4 separate regions of the Mus musculus genome follow, and all the other regions are linked to region 4. A link is a contact called in public Hi-C, HiChIP or PLAC-seq and Micro-C data. All regions are on one chromosome and are shown on one strand. The core of a region is the stretch at or near the end of the contact, and the rest is flanking DNA. Distances in the headings are between cores, read along the strand shown.

Region 1 (2,700 bases), core at 62-2,561, 370 kb before region 4:
TATGATAACAGACGTGCCTTATCCAAGCACCACCTCATGGTGGCCTGGGCACATCTATTCATTTGCTTACCATGCCCTAGTGCCACCATGTGGTGGCTTCAGCAAGCCTGCTTACACACTTGCCAGGTCACACCACCATTATGTCATCTCCTGGGCATGACAGTTAAATGCCCAGGGGTATCAGATGCTTGCTGTGTCCCAGGGCCACTACATGGCAGCCTGGACATGCCTGTTCACATATGTACCATATCCCAACACCACCACAATGCAGGCTGGTTTCACCTGTGTGCATGCAACTGTGTTCAAGCACTGCCAAGCAGTGGCTTGGGTGTGCCTGCTTGTATGCATGCCGTGTCCCAGCCATGACACATAGCTGCCAGGGCACACCAGTTTGCATGATTTCTGTGTCCTAGTACCAGCATGTGACTGCCTGAGAATACCTACCGATTCACACACCTACTATGTCCCGGGGCTGCCAAGTTATGGTTTGTGCACACTTCTTTGCCTGCTTACCATGTTCCAGGACCTCCATGTGGCAGACTTGGCACACCTTTTCACATGGCTGCTTGGACATGGTAGTTCATATGTATATCATGTTCCAGCACTGCCTGGGCATGCCAGTTCATATGTATGTCATGTTTCAGCACTGCCTGGGCATGCCAGTTCATATGTATGTTATGTTCCAGCACTGCCTGGGCATGCCAGTTCATATGTATGTTATGTTCCAGCACTGCCTGAGCATGCCAGTTCATATGTATGTCATGTTCCAGCACTGCCTGGGCATGCCAGTTCATATGTATGTCATGTTCCAGCACTGCCTGGACATGCCCGTTCACATGCCTGCTATGTTCCAGTGCCAACACATGAGCCCATGCTCACCTGTCTGCACATATATTGTGTCCCAGAGCCTCAAATCACTAGCCAGATCATACCTGCTAGCACACCTACTATGTCTTAGCCTTGCCAGCCAGCAGCCAGGACACATCTGCACCATATCCCAGCACCATTGTGGAGTGGCTTGGACACATGCATTTGCACACCTACCATATGCCAGTGCTGCCAAGTGGTGGCCAGGCATGCCTATTCTCACCTGCCACATCTCTAGGCAGCTGTAGGGTATATACATTCTGTGTCTCTACGCCATTGCGTGACATCCTGAGCTCTCCTGTTCACACACATACCATGTCCCCCGCATTGCTACCTAGTGGTCTGGGCGGCTGCCACATGGTGGCCTATCACATCCCAGGGCTGCCATGTGGCAGACTTGTCAGAGACATTTACTAAATGCCTGCCATGTCCCAGATTTGCCACTTGGTGGAGTATTGCCTGTTTGCCTGCAAACCTGTCCCAGCACCAACACTTAGGAGCCTGGGCATGCCTTTATTTGTCTGGGAACATTGGTTCACACCTGCTGCCGTGCCTGCTATGTTCCAGTGCTACTGCCTCCTAGCCTGAGCACACCTGTTGGCACACTTGCCAAGTCCGACCACCACCACACGACAGCCTGGGCATGCCTGTTTGCATGCTCACCATGTCTGAGCAATGGTACATGTCTGAACATGTCCACATGCTTGCCGTGTCCCAGGACCTCCAAGTGGTGGCCCGGCCACATAGTTCACAGTTCTGCTGTGACCCAGAGCCACCATGTGGTAGCATGATCTCTCCTAGTCTCACATGTATGGTGTCCCAGCAGTGCCCATGGCAACCTGGTTCAACCTCTTTGGACTCAGTCCCTGTCCCACTGACACCAGGAGGCAAGCTTGGTCATGCCTGTTTGCATGCCTTCCATTTCCCAGAGCTGCTATGTGGTAACCTGGGCATGCCTATTCACATGTATTCTATGTCCCAACACCACCCCATGGAGTCCTAGGCCTAGGTATGGTGGAGTTTGTGAAAGAGAGGGAGACTGGACCTGGTGTGGGCTTTTTTTTTTTTTTTTTTGAACCTCAAAGCCCCCAGCCCCAAGGACACACCTCCTCCAACAAGGCCACACCTCCTAATGGTTCCCAAAGGTGTTCACTAATTGGGAACCAAATACTCAAATATATGAGCTTATGAAGGCCTTTTCATTTAAATCACCACATCTAACTATAACAGGGATATATATATATATATATATATATATACATATATATATATATATATAGTGTGTTTGTGTGTGTGTGTGTGTGTGTGTGTGTGTGTGTGTGTGTGTGTGTCTATACATATAACCCTAATTACAACAGATCTAGGGAAGATGTGTATGAGAAAAACTACTACACACAGCTTTCCAGTTATGACAGGGATAGGAAATGCATGTGTGTGCACCAGCATATACAGAACTACCTGATAGAAGAAATACAAGTTCGTGACTCTCCACAAAAACACCTGTCTGTAATAGATCATGGGAATACGTGTGTGTGACTCTGCTACTCCTGTTATGTGACAAGATTGTCCCCAGAGAGATACAACACACCCATCTACTCACCCACTGGGAGTAGATTGGGAGCCCATGACAGACCAACGTACAGATACTGTCAACGTCCAACTTGGTAAACTTATGAGTTGTGTTTGGGTTATTTCCAGGGATATAGGTGAGGGGTTACTTGCAGGAGCAGAAGTGACTCAAAGACAGGGACATCACCAAAGCCCACCCTGGCACGGATGGCATCTCACCAACGCTGAGCTGTCTGCATGATTTGGTCATACCTAGGTCTTTAT
Region 2 (2,700 bases), core at 137-2,636, 410 kb before region 4:
GAAATAATATGTGCAGAATTAACCTTTAATCCCCCCCCCCCCTCCAAGAGCCAAAGGGACAGTAAGTTTGCTGTGAACTTGAGTCTCCTAGAAATGTTAGAAAGGCCATGAAGTCGCATCAACTTGGGGACAAGACCTACATGAGGATGAAAGCAATAGACACACTAACATGGATAAGGAAATCTCGGGGGAGGGGGTCTCAACCCTTGACAAAGAACTACAAACGAGTAAGGAAAGCTGGGAATGGGGGCATAGTCTTCCCCAGAGTACAGTCCCCAGTTGGTTATCCACCATATAGAGACAAGTAGCATTATATGTCCTGAGAAAAAGAGGCCATGAATTTGAAAGGGGGTAGGGGATATGGTTACACCGAAGGGGTTAGGCGTAGAAAAGGGAAGGGAGGAAATGATGTTAATTACAATTTTAAAAAGATATATTTTTTTAAGTGCTTTCCCGTGCTGGGAATTAAACCTAACTTCCTGCATACCAGGAAAGTACTCTTAACACTTAGCCCCCTTCTCAGGGGTATCTGTCAAATTATAGAAGACAGAAACGCTACTAACAGATGAACCCAGAAAGAATGCACAAGGACCTGAGTATCACCTGTGGCTTGGGGGATATGCAGGACCTGCAAAAACCAGACCGGTCTGCGCGGATTTAAACTAATTTAGGAGCCTGCTGTACCATTTGGAGTAGAAACCCCGAATCCTTTGAGCGTCTCACCCTCTTCCTTCAAACTACCCAGCAGTCCCAGAAACAACGCCGCCGACACAACCACTGGTTCCTAGGGTGCCAGAAAGAACTTCCCGGGTGCTCAGCGCAGGTGAGGCTGCCTTTCGCTAAGGAGGGACCCGTCTGGAGCTGCAGCTGGAGCTGCAGCTGGGCTGCAGAAGGCCGCCTGCCTGCCACCACCATCAATCGAACCCCTCGGGCCCAGCCCGGGACAACCGGGGTGCCAACTACTGCCGCAGCTGCGGAGCGCTTCACCCGGCCTGACCCGGATTCTGCTCTGCTCCGCGCAGCGCGCGCACACTGGCCACCGCGCCCGCCCGCCCGAACCTCCGCGTCTCCCGGGACCCCGCAGCGAGCCCGGTGCGCGCGCCCGGAGCCGCGGCACGTGTGCGGCAGGGCGGGGACTGTCAGCCGCGTTCCCCAGCCGGGCCGGTCGCCCACTCGCTCGCTCCCGCCCGCTCCCGCAGCCTCACCGCCGCGCCTGGCTGTGTCCGGCTCGCCCTCTGCCGCCCGCGCGCTCCGCTGGCGGCCGCGGGCCCCCGGGCAATTTTTAAGGTCGCCCTGTGGGTCCGGCCCTCGGGCCCTCCCTCCTGAGACCCCCTCCACCAGCCCTCCCTCCGGAGGCCACGCCCTCCTGAGGGCCCGCCCTCTCGAAGTCCCGCCCTACCGGCCCTCCCCCACGCGAGGCCCCCTCCGCCCCTCCCTCCCGAAGGCTGGCCAAGGAAACGGAAATCTGCTCTCCTCGCTGACTGCCGAGCTGGCAGCCTCCGGGAGGACTCACCTTGAGGTCTCCCAGCGTTATCCAGCCCCAGGAGGCTGTGGCTTTAACAGTAAATGGAAAGTACTAGAATGGTAGTGGTGAACTATAAGTTCCCTTATGGGCAGCTTTTTAAATCATCTGTTTATTTGTCTACAGACAGGGTCTCGCATAGCCCAGGCTTAACTTGCTATATGGCTGAGGGTGGTCAGGAACTTCCTGATCTTCCTACCTCCCCCTTCCAAGAGAAGGAATTTCAGGTTTGTTCCACCAGGCTTGGATTTGTGAGGTGGCTGGGATGAAACGTGGGGCTTCCTGCATGCTAGGCAAGCGCTCTGCCAACAGAGCTACATCCCTAGGTTTTAGTTGCTTGTCTGATTGTCTATTTTGTGTCGCTTTAGGTTTCATTCTTTCTCCCCTAAGGAAATCCATTCCCAGGAACATTATGGAAAAGACAACAATATAAGCTGCCGCTGCAGGTTTTATAGTTCCCAGCGATATATTCCTGAGGCTTTAATTAGAAGCTCAAAGTGACGCTGGAGTGAGGGCGCAGAGGTAAAGAACCTTTGATACTTATCAACTTGACTCAGCCTAGAATCAGTAGAGGGATTGCCTAAATCCAGTCAGTCTGAGGATGGAAAGGTCCGTAGCAGCAATGTCTTGATCAGTAATTGATGCTGGAGAGCCCAGCCCACTATGGGTGGTGTCATTCCTCTGGCAGGAAGTCCTGGATTGGAGGGGGGAAAAAAGCATCGTCCAGAGATCAACCAAGAAAGTGAGTCGGTAATCTGTATTCCTACATGGCTTCTGCCTTGACTTCCTGCCTTCCGTCAATCTGGAAGAGAATGCCAAATAAACCTTTTCCAAGCTGCAGTTTAGGCAACAGTGTTTCATTGCTGCAACAGAACGAAACTAAAATTCAGTTCTTAGCCCACATCTGGTAGCGCCCAAGTCCAGCGCTGGTGTGTATCCAGCTCCCCCGTCTGGCTTCTGTAAGCATCTGCAGGTTCCTTCAGGGGTACACACACACACACACACACACACACACACACACTACACATAAATAAAATAAATCTTTAAAAAAGAATCATAAAATCAAAAGGAGCAGGGAATACTTAAGAAAACTGTGGTTCACAGGAGTGATAAAACTATCTTTAACTCTAGCCCTATTCAATTGGAAGAGTCTCAGGGTCATGTGACCCCTACACCAC
Region 3 (2,700 bases), core at 102-2,601, 340 kb after region 4:
TTAGAGAACACTTTCCACACAAACAGTGTGCTTCAGAGACTTCCATTAGTTCTGACGATAGACTGTTCTGAAAAATCTAGCGTTTCAGTGGGAGGAAGTAGGAAGGCATGTTTTGTTTCGCTTTGTTTTAAGCTAGAATCAGTTATCCTATGCAGCCACTTGAAGGAGGACATCAGAGTAGGAAGCGAAGGGTCACTGGTGAGAGCCACGGGCATAGATGTGGGGGCAGGTGCCCGAGCATGGGGAGAAAACGAGGATCCTGGCTGCGAAGGCGAAGGGGCTCTGAGCACTTTGGGGTGTCATCTCCTAAGCTTTGAGAGGACTGGCCTTTTTCAGAGAGTGGCTTAGGGAGGAGGCCCGGTGGCACTGATGGCATGGAGAAATCCTGGCTGTAGCCTGAAGGCTCGTGTTACTCCACCCCTGCGCCACCAGCTGCTCCAGCTGGACCTGTGTCTGTTCCACTTAGGTCTTAGCCTACCACTCACCTCTAAAAAGGGGGGGAGGGGGTGCTTACTCCGGAGTGATCTCTGAAGCTTGAGCCCTCTCAAGGACCTGGCCGTAAGCAGGTGGGAACTCAGCCTGTGTATCTAGAATCTCGGCTTTCATGTTGTCTCTCTGAGGAATGCTTAATTCTGGGGTAGGCACTGTAGGGAATTTGGAGAAGGGGCCCCCACCCTCCAGTGCTCATAATCCAGCCAGAGCAACTGCGAAGCTGGTTAGAAAAATAAATAAACAACAAGTTAGGTGCAGCACTTTCCAAGAGCCAGATACTCACAAGTTAAGTCCAGCATGCTCCCTGGATGCTCCCTGACCCCTCCGTCCTCCACGGACCCGTCTCAGCACATGCACACATCACAGTGATGGGTCCTACTGCGGCCCCATCTCACAAGCAGGGCAAACAGAGCTGAAGAGCAGCCGAGTACGTTTGACCAAAGCTAGGCAGCCAGTAAAGACAGAAGCAGGGTTCGAACCTGAACAGTCTAGCTTCAGAATTCCTGCTCTTGACCCCTCTGCCCCTTATGTGTCTCTTAGCCAATGGGTAGTCGTGGGAAAGGACAGCCTGAAGTGAAGGGCAAGTCTGAGGCAGGAACAGAAGTTGAGGAGAGAAGATGGCAGCGTTGGGGAGGGGGCATATGAGCACACAGCCTAGCAATAGGACTAGAGGAGAAGGTAGCCTAGGAAGGGCAGAATCTCATCTCTCAAATGGCAGCTCTCTTCTGCCCAGCAAGAATGCCTGACTTTTAATCTTCACAGCTGCAGGCAAAACATTTGGCATTGTCCCCCACATACCCCCGAGGGAACCATGGAGATGAGTCATGTTGGTTGTGCTCAATATACCCACGGCTCTGTCACCTGTAGAGCTTGGGACAGCTCTATGCCTGGGAACAGCTCTGCCTCAGAATGACTTCCAACCTTTACGCCTCTTCCCAGAGCACCGTCAACTCTCTTCATCTCAGTGGCCTTCCCAGCCAGGCATGGTAGATCACATCTGTCACCCCATCACTCAGGATGCTGAGACTGGAGGATTGCCATGAAGTCAGAGCCAATCTGTGATAGGCAATGAGTTCTGGGCCAGACTGGATTAAAGATGAGTCCCTGTCTCAAAAACAAAAAAACAAAACACACACACACACACACACACACACACACACACAAACCCAAAACACACAAAAATAAAGGAATGCCCTTTTCTTCTCCACCAGCTCCTAGGTGCCTATTGATAGAATCGTTGGTGTTTGCTGGATGATATGAAGTTATTTGTGTGTGATGGTACATACCTGAAATCCCAGCACCTGGGACGCAGAGTCAGGAGGTTGTAAGTTTCAGGCTAGCCTGAGCTGCATAACAAGACTCTGTCACAGAGAGAGGGAGAGAGAGACAGAGACACAGAGAGAGACAGAGGGACACAGAAAGAGACACAGAGACACAGACAGACAGACACAGAGAGATTTTTTAAGGAAAGAGGAAGGAGGCCGGCCTCACAGCAGTCTATAGGGGCTATAGGAGCAGAATGATGTCTTGCTGAGAATCCCGGGCTGTCAGGTTTGGCCTTCACATGCAAAGCTGCTGCTTCCCAGTTTAAGATGTACTATTCCAGAGAGGATGCACCTTCCTTCTCTTCATCACAGAATTAGCCCACCACTAGGCATGCAAAAACGGGAGCCAGGGATAGTTGACAGTAAGAGTCTATGGAATTCAAGGTCATGACTTCCTGAGACCAGCGATCTTGTCCAGGGTGGGCACAGAGCAGACATCTGTGCTGTAGGCCCACCTGAACTGAGAGCATCAGGGCATGTCTGCCTAGCCTCGCCTTTTTCCCAGCATAGGGTCTGTCACAGGAAAAAACAAAAGCCACTTTCTAAGCAGAAGATTCTTCTCTGAAGATCCCCTCCCCCTTCCAGCCTCCTGGCAACACAGTACCTTCCCTATCCCCTATGGAAGGCTGCTGAGAGCTCATCTTCTCTACATTAAACAGTGGAGGCGGGGCAGCTAGTGAGCTGAAACATCTGGGTAGACATCAAAGATGGGTGGGTGGTATTCTGGGCTAGCCTCTGCTACTGCAGTCTCAGCTTACTGCTTTGCTTGGGGACACTACTTCTCCTGGTGGCTTGCCCTGGACGGAAGCACAGAGCTCCCGAGTGACTCCTTCTTTCTGTGCCCTGCAGGATCACACCTCAACACCCAAACCCTGAACTCCAC
Region 4 (2,700 bases), core at 114-2,613:
AATGTCCCCATGACTTAAGGAAGTTTACCGTTTTGTGTTGGGCAACGTTCCTAGCTGTCCTGGGCCACATGTGGCCTGCAGGCCACCGGCCAGACATACCTGCTACTATTACATGAGCCCTAAGGATTCTTCCCTTGAATTCCCAATAATAACTAGCAGCCAATTTGTTTGTCTGTTGTAGATTTTCAGTTCTCTGTTATTATTGCCCGAGTTAGATCCACTTAAAACACTAGTTTCAGGCTTGTGAGATGGCTCAGCAGGTGAGGCTTGCTAACGATCCAAACAATGGGATTCAATTTCATTGGGACTCATAACATGAGAGAAGAGAAGTGACAACCTGTTGTTCACATGGGTGCACATAAATATACTTAATTTTCTTTTAAATCCGACTTTGCCAGGCACTTGGGAGCTAAGACAGGAGGATCACAAGTTTGAGACTAGCCTGGGTTACATAACATGATCCTGTCTCAAAAAAACAAACAAAACAAAACAAAACAAAAAAAATCTAGATGAAATAAACAAAGATGTTAGGCACTATTTAAATGGGTAGTGGGCATTTGAAAAGAGGCCGATAGTACTGACATATACTGTAAGATTAGAGACTGGACAGCTTCGGTTGGGAAAAAAGACTCAATTTTAAATATCTTACCACTTATTTAATACTGGTAATATGTTTGGGTCAAATGAAATATATTAAAATTTAACTTATCGTTAGCTTACCACGATTCCTATTCGAAACAGCATATGTGATGTGCTTTCTACTTCTCCTGAGCAGAGCCAGCCCCTGGAATCTTTGCCACTGTGATCTTTACTCATTCACTAAGGACCTATTCTCTGAATTATTTGTGCACAAAGCATTCCGCTGGATGCTTAAAAAAAAAATCTCTGGAGACACCCTAGTTTGTCTACAGTGACATCTCCAGGATGAGGCAGCTTTGCTGCACCCAGGGGTGGCCTAGAAGCGAACTGACTTGAGCTAGCACAACTGGTCACATTGCTAAGACCTGTTTTCCTAGTGCCCCAGGAGAGAGTCCAGATCGTCGGCTGCCAAGACAGCCATCGAGAGGTTGCAGCCCAGCAGCCTGCAAGCCTAGGGTATTGGAGGCCCTATGGGCCTTGGGGCTCCAGCCTGAAAACTGTCCAGAAGCAGGGACCCTGGTCCCAGAACTGTGCACCTGCGTTGCCATGGCAACGGCATTTGTAGCCCGGGACTCTTCCCGTACCTCTCTCCCAGGCGACGCCCAACGCAGCCCTTCCCATCCGCGCGCGCCCAGCCCAACCCTACCAGCTTCGACCAGGTCTCAGGCTCCGTTCCGGCTCCGCAGCGCAGTCGCGCTGCGCAGTGCTCCTTGCACGAAGGCTCCGCCCCCTCCTCACCGCTCTCACGTTGATTGGCCAGCCGCTCCCCGGCTGCCGCTCCTGCGCTCTGATTGATCGCCGTTCGCTTGCTAGGCTCTAGCATCCGATTGGTCTTTATTGAAGGTCCGGTAACCTTCAATTGGTGTAGCTCTGAGACTCCAAGCCCCGATTGGAGGATGAAGACAGTCGGTCATCCAGTCACAAAGGGCCTCCGGGGAGCTAGAAAGTGACCGGAAAGGTAAAATGATTCCCGGGATGCTTCTAATTTAATGCATCACAGATAACCAATCATAACTAACCTCCATTACACAGGTGCACTTAAAAAGCGACTGCTTGCCGGGCCTGTGGCGCAGGTCTTTAATCCCAGCACTCAGGAGACAAGCAGAAGTATCTCAGTGAGTTCGAGGCCAACCTTGTTGTCTACACAGGGAGTTCCAAGCCAGCGGGAAAGAACCGGGAAGAATAGAGGAAAGGAGGGGAGGGGAGAAGACAAGAGAGGAAAGGAAGGGAGAAAAGTAGAGACGTAGTGGGGAGGGGGGAGCAAGGCAGAGAAAGAGTGACAGACAGACAGATAAGACTGACTTCTCCTTCCAGACTCTCAGTTCCCAGATCCGATAATGAAGGTGTTGGGGCAGGTCTTTGAAACCACCTTAAATTTAAAGAGATCACAGGTTACTGTGACTCGGGAAAGTGTGAAGCAGAGATCCGATGGAAATTTTATCTTCAGTTAGATTAAAATGAGGCATTCGGTAAGATGAAGTGTGAAGGGGGTTGCAAAAACTGCTGGGCACACTGTAAGATGAAATGACAAACTGCGGTGATGACGGTCGTGCCAATCTAGATGAGTCTCCGAAAGGTCTCTGGCAGTACCTAAAAACAAGAGGCCCTACCTCAAATCAGATGGAAGGTGAGGAGTGATATTCTGACTCCTACAAGTGTTTCCATGCACAAATGCAAACGCGTACCTCATACATGCAAAAACGGGTGTGTGTGTGTGTGTGTGTTTATTTTCCCTTTCGTTTTGTTACTTGAGACAGTTTCGCTGAACAATTCTGGCTGGCCGGGAAGTCTCCAGATCGGGACAGCTTTGAACTGTTTCCCTCTGCCTCCCGCCTCCGGAGTGCTGGGATTAAAGGCTTGTGCTGCCCACCTGGTCGCTACTCACCCGGGGCCGGGCGCGCGCGGGGGAGGGGTGTGAGAAGAAATTTTAAAAATAATTTCAAAGCTTAAAAAAAAAAAAAAGAACGATTTGTGACATTGCCTCATACGTCCCGTTTGAAATTACAGAAGAAATAGTCATCAAATGAGAAGATTTCCGGAGGAAGAAAAGAGATTGGTCCA

What was found. A called contact is a pair of places that touch in the nucleus more often than the background predicts. HiChIP or PLAC-seq counts read pairs in DNA pulled down with a chosen protein or histone mark.
Region 1: a contact with region 4 is called in a Hi-C map of embryonic stem cells, with 2.4 times the contacts expected there. The contact joins the enhancer-like site here to the promoter of Ap3m2 in region 4. A contact is called at or near these places in 10 of 39 promoter capture datasets (the C10 cell line, the HPC-7 cell line, cranial neural crest and 6 more), 14 of 484 Hi-C or Micro-C datasets (B cells, the C2C12 cell line, the HPC-7 cell line and 9 more), 8 of 115 datasets of contacts at active chromatin or transcription factors (the 230-238 cell line, bone marrow-derived macrophages, embryonic stem cells and 1 more) and 1 of 9 other capture datasets (adipose tissue).
Region 2: a contact with region 4 is called in an H3K27ac HiChIP or PLAC-seq map of DN3 thymocytes, with 4 times the contacts expected there. The contact joins the promoter of Slc25a15 here to the promoter of Ap3m2 in region 4. A contact is called at or near these places in 3 of 39 promoter capture datasets (cranial neural crest, neural stem cells and pre-B cells), 5 of 484 Hi-C or Micro-C datasets (CD4 T cells, embryonic stem cells, granulocyte-monocyte progenitors and 2 more), 5 of 115 datasets of contacts at active chromatin or transcription factors (the 230-238 cell line, DN3 thymocytes, double positive thymocytes and 2 more) and 2 of 9 other capture datasets (adipose tissue and liver).
Region 3: a Micro-C map of muscle stem cells shows a contact between it and region 4, with 8 times the contacts expected there. The contact joins the enhancer-like site here to the promoter of Ap3m2 in region 4. A contact is called at or near these places in 11 of 39 promoter capture datasets (the 3T3-L1 cell line, cranial neural crest, embryonic stem cells and 4 more), 30 of 484 Hi-C or Micro-C datasets (the G1E-ER4 cell line, the HL-1 cell line, brain and 12 more), 11 of 115 datasets of contacts at active chromatin or transcription factors (embryonic forebrain, embryonic hindbrain, embryonic stem cells and 4 more) and 1 of 9 other capture datasets (embryonic stem cells).

The regions. Positions count from the first base shown.
Region 1 is chr8:22,433,305-22,436,004 of GRCm38.p6, forward strand. No RefSeq gene overlaps it. Among named protein-coding and RNA genes, the nearest start is that of Gm39140, 20 kb to the right of the region's middle. Within about 2 kb of position 1,312, at least 148 of the 459 cell types and tissues checked have an H3K27ac peak or open chromatin away from gene starts, as enhancers often do. A contact at or near this core is called in the HPC-7 cell line, embryonic stem cells, hippocampal neurons and 1 more, where this site is marked.
Region 2 is chr8:22,397,235-22,399,934 of GRCm38.p6, forward strand. It overlaps Slc25a15 (solute carrier family 25 (mitochondrial carrier ornithine transporter), member 15), which reads right to left and starts at 1,387. Exons shown (of 7, transcript NM_181325.4): 1 at 1,206-1,387. It overlaps 1810012K16Rik (RIKEN cDNA 1810012K16 gene), which reads left to right and starts at 1,487. Exons shown (of 3, transcript NR_045473.1): 1 at 1,487-1,749; 2 at 1,913-2,044; 3 at 2,211-2,357.
Region 3 is chr8:23,145,615-23,148,314 of GRCm38.p6, forward strand. It overlaps Ank1 (ankyrin 1, erythroid), which reads left to right. Exons shown (of 44, transcript NM_001110783.3): 44 at 2,667-2,700. Gm15816 (predicted gene 15816) reads right to left here. Exons shown (of 6, transcript NR_169137.1): 2 at 1,779-1,853. Among named protein-coding and RNA genes, the nearest start is that of Gm15816, 2.7 kb to the right of the region's middle. Within about 2 kb of position 1,352, at least 4 of the 459 cell types and tissues checked have an H3K27ac peak or open chromatin away from gene starts, as enhancers often do. A contact at or near this core is called in muscle stem cells, where this site is marked.
Region 4 is chr8:22,804,291-22,806,990 of GRCm38.p6, forward strand. Ap3m2 (adaptor-related protein complex 3, mu 2 subunit) reads right to left here and starts at 1,364. Exons shown (of 9, transcript NM_029505.3): 1 at 1,286-1,364.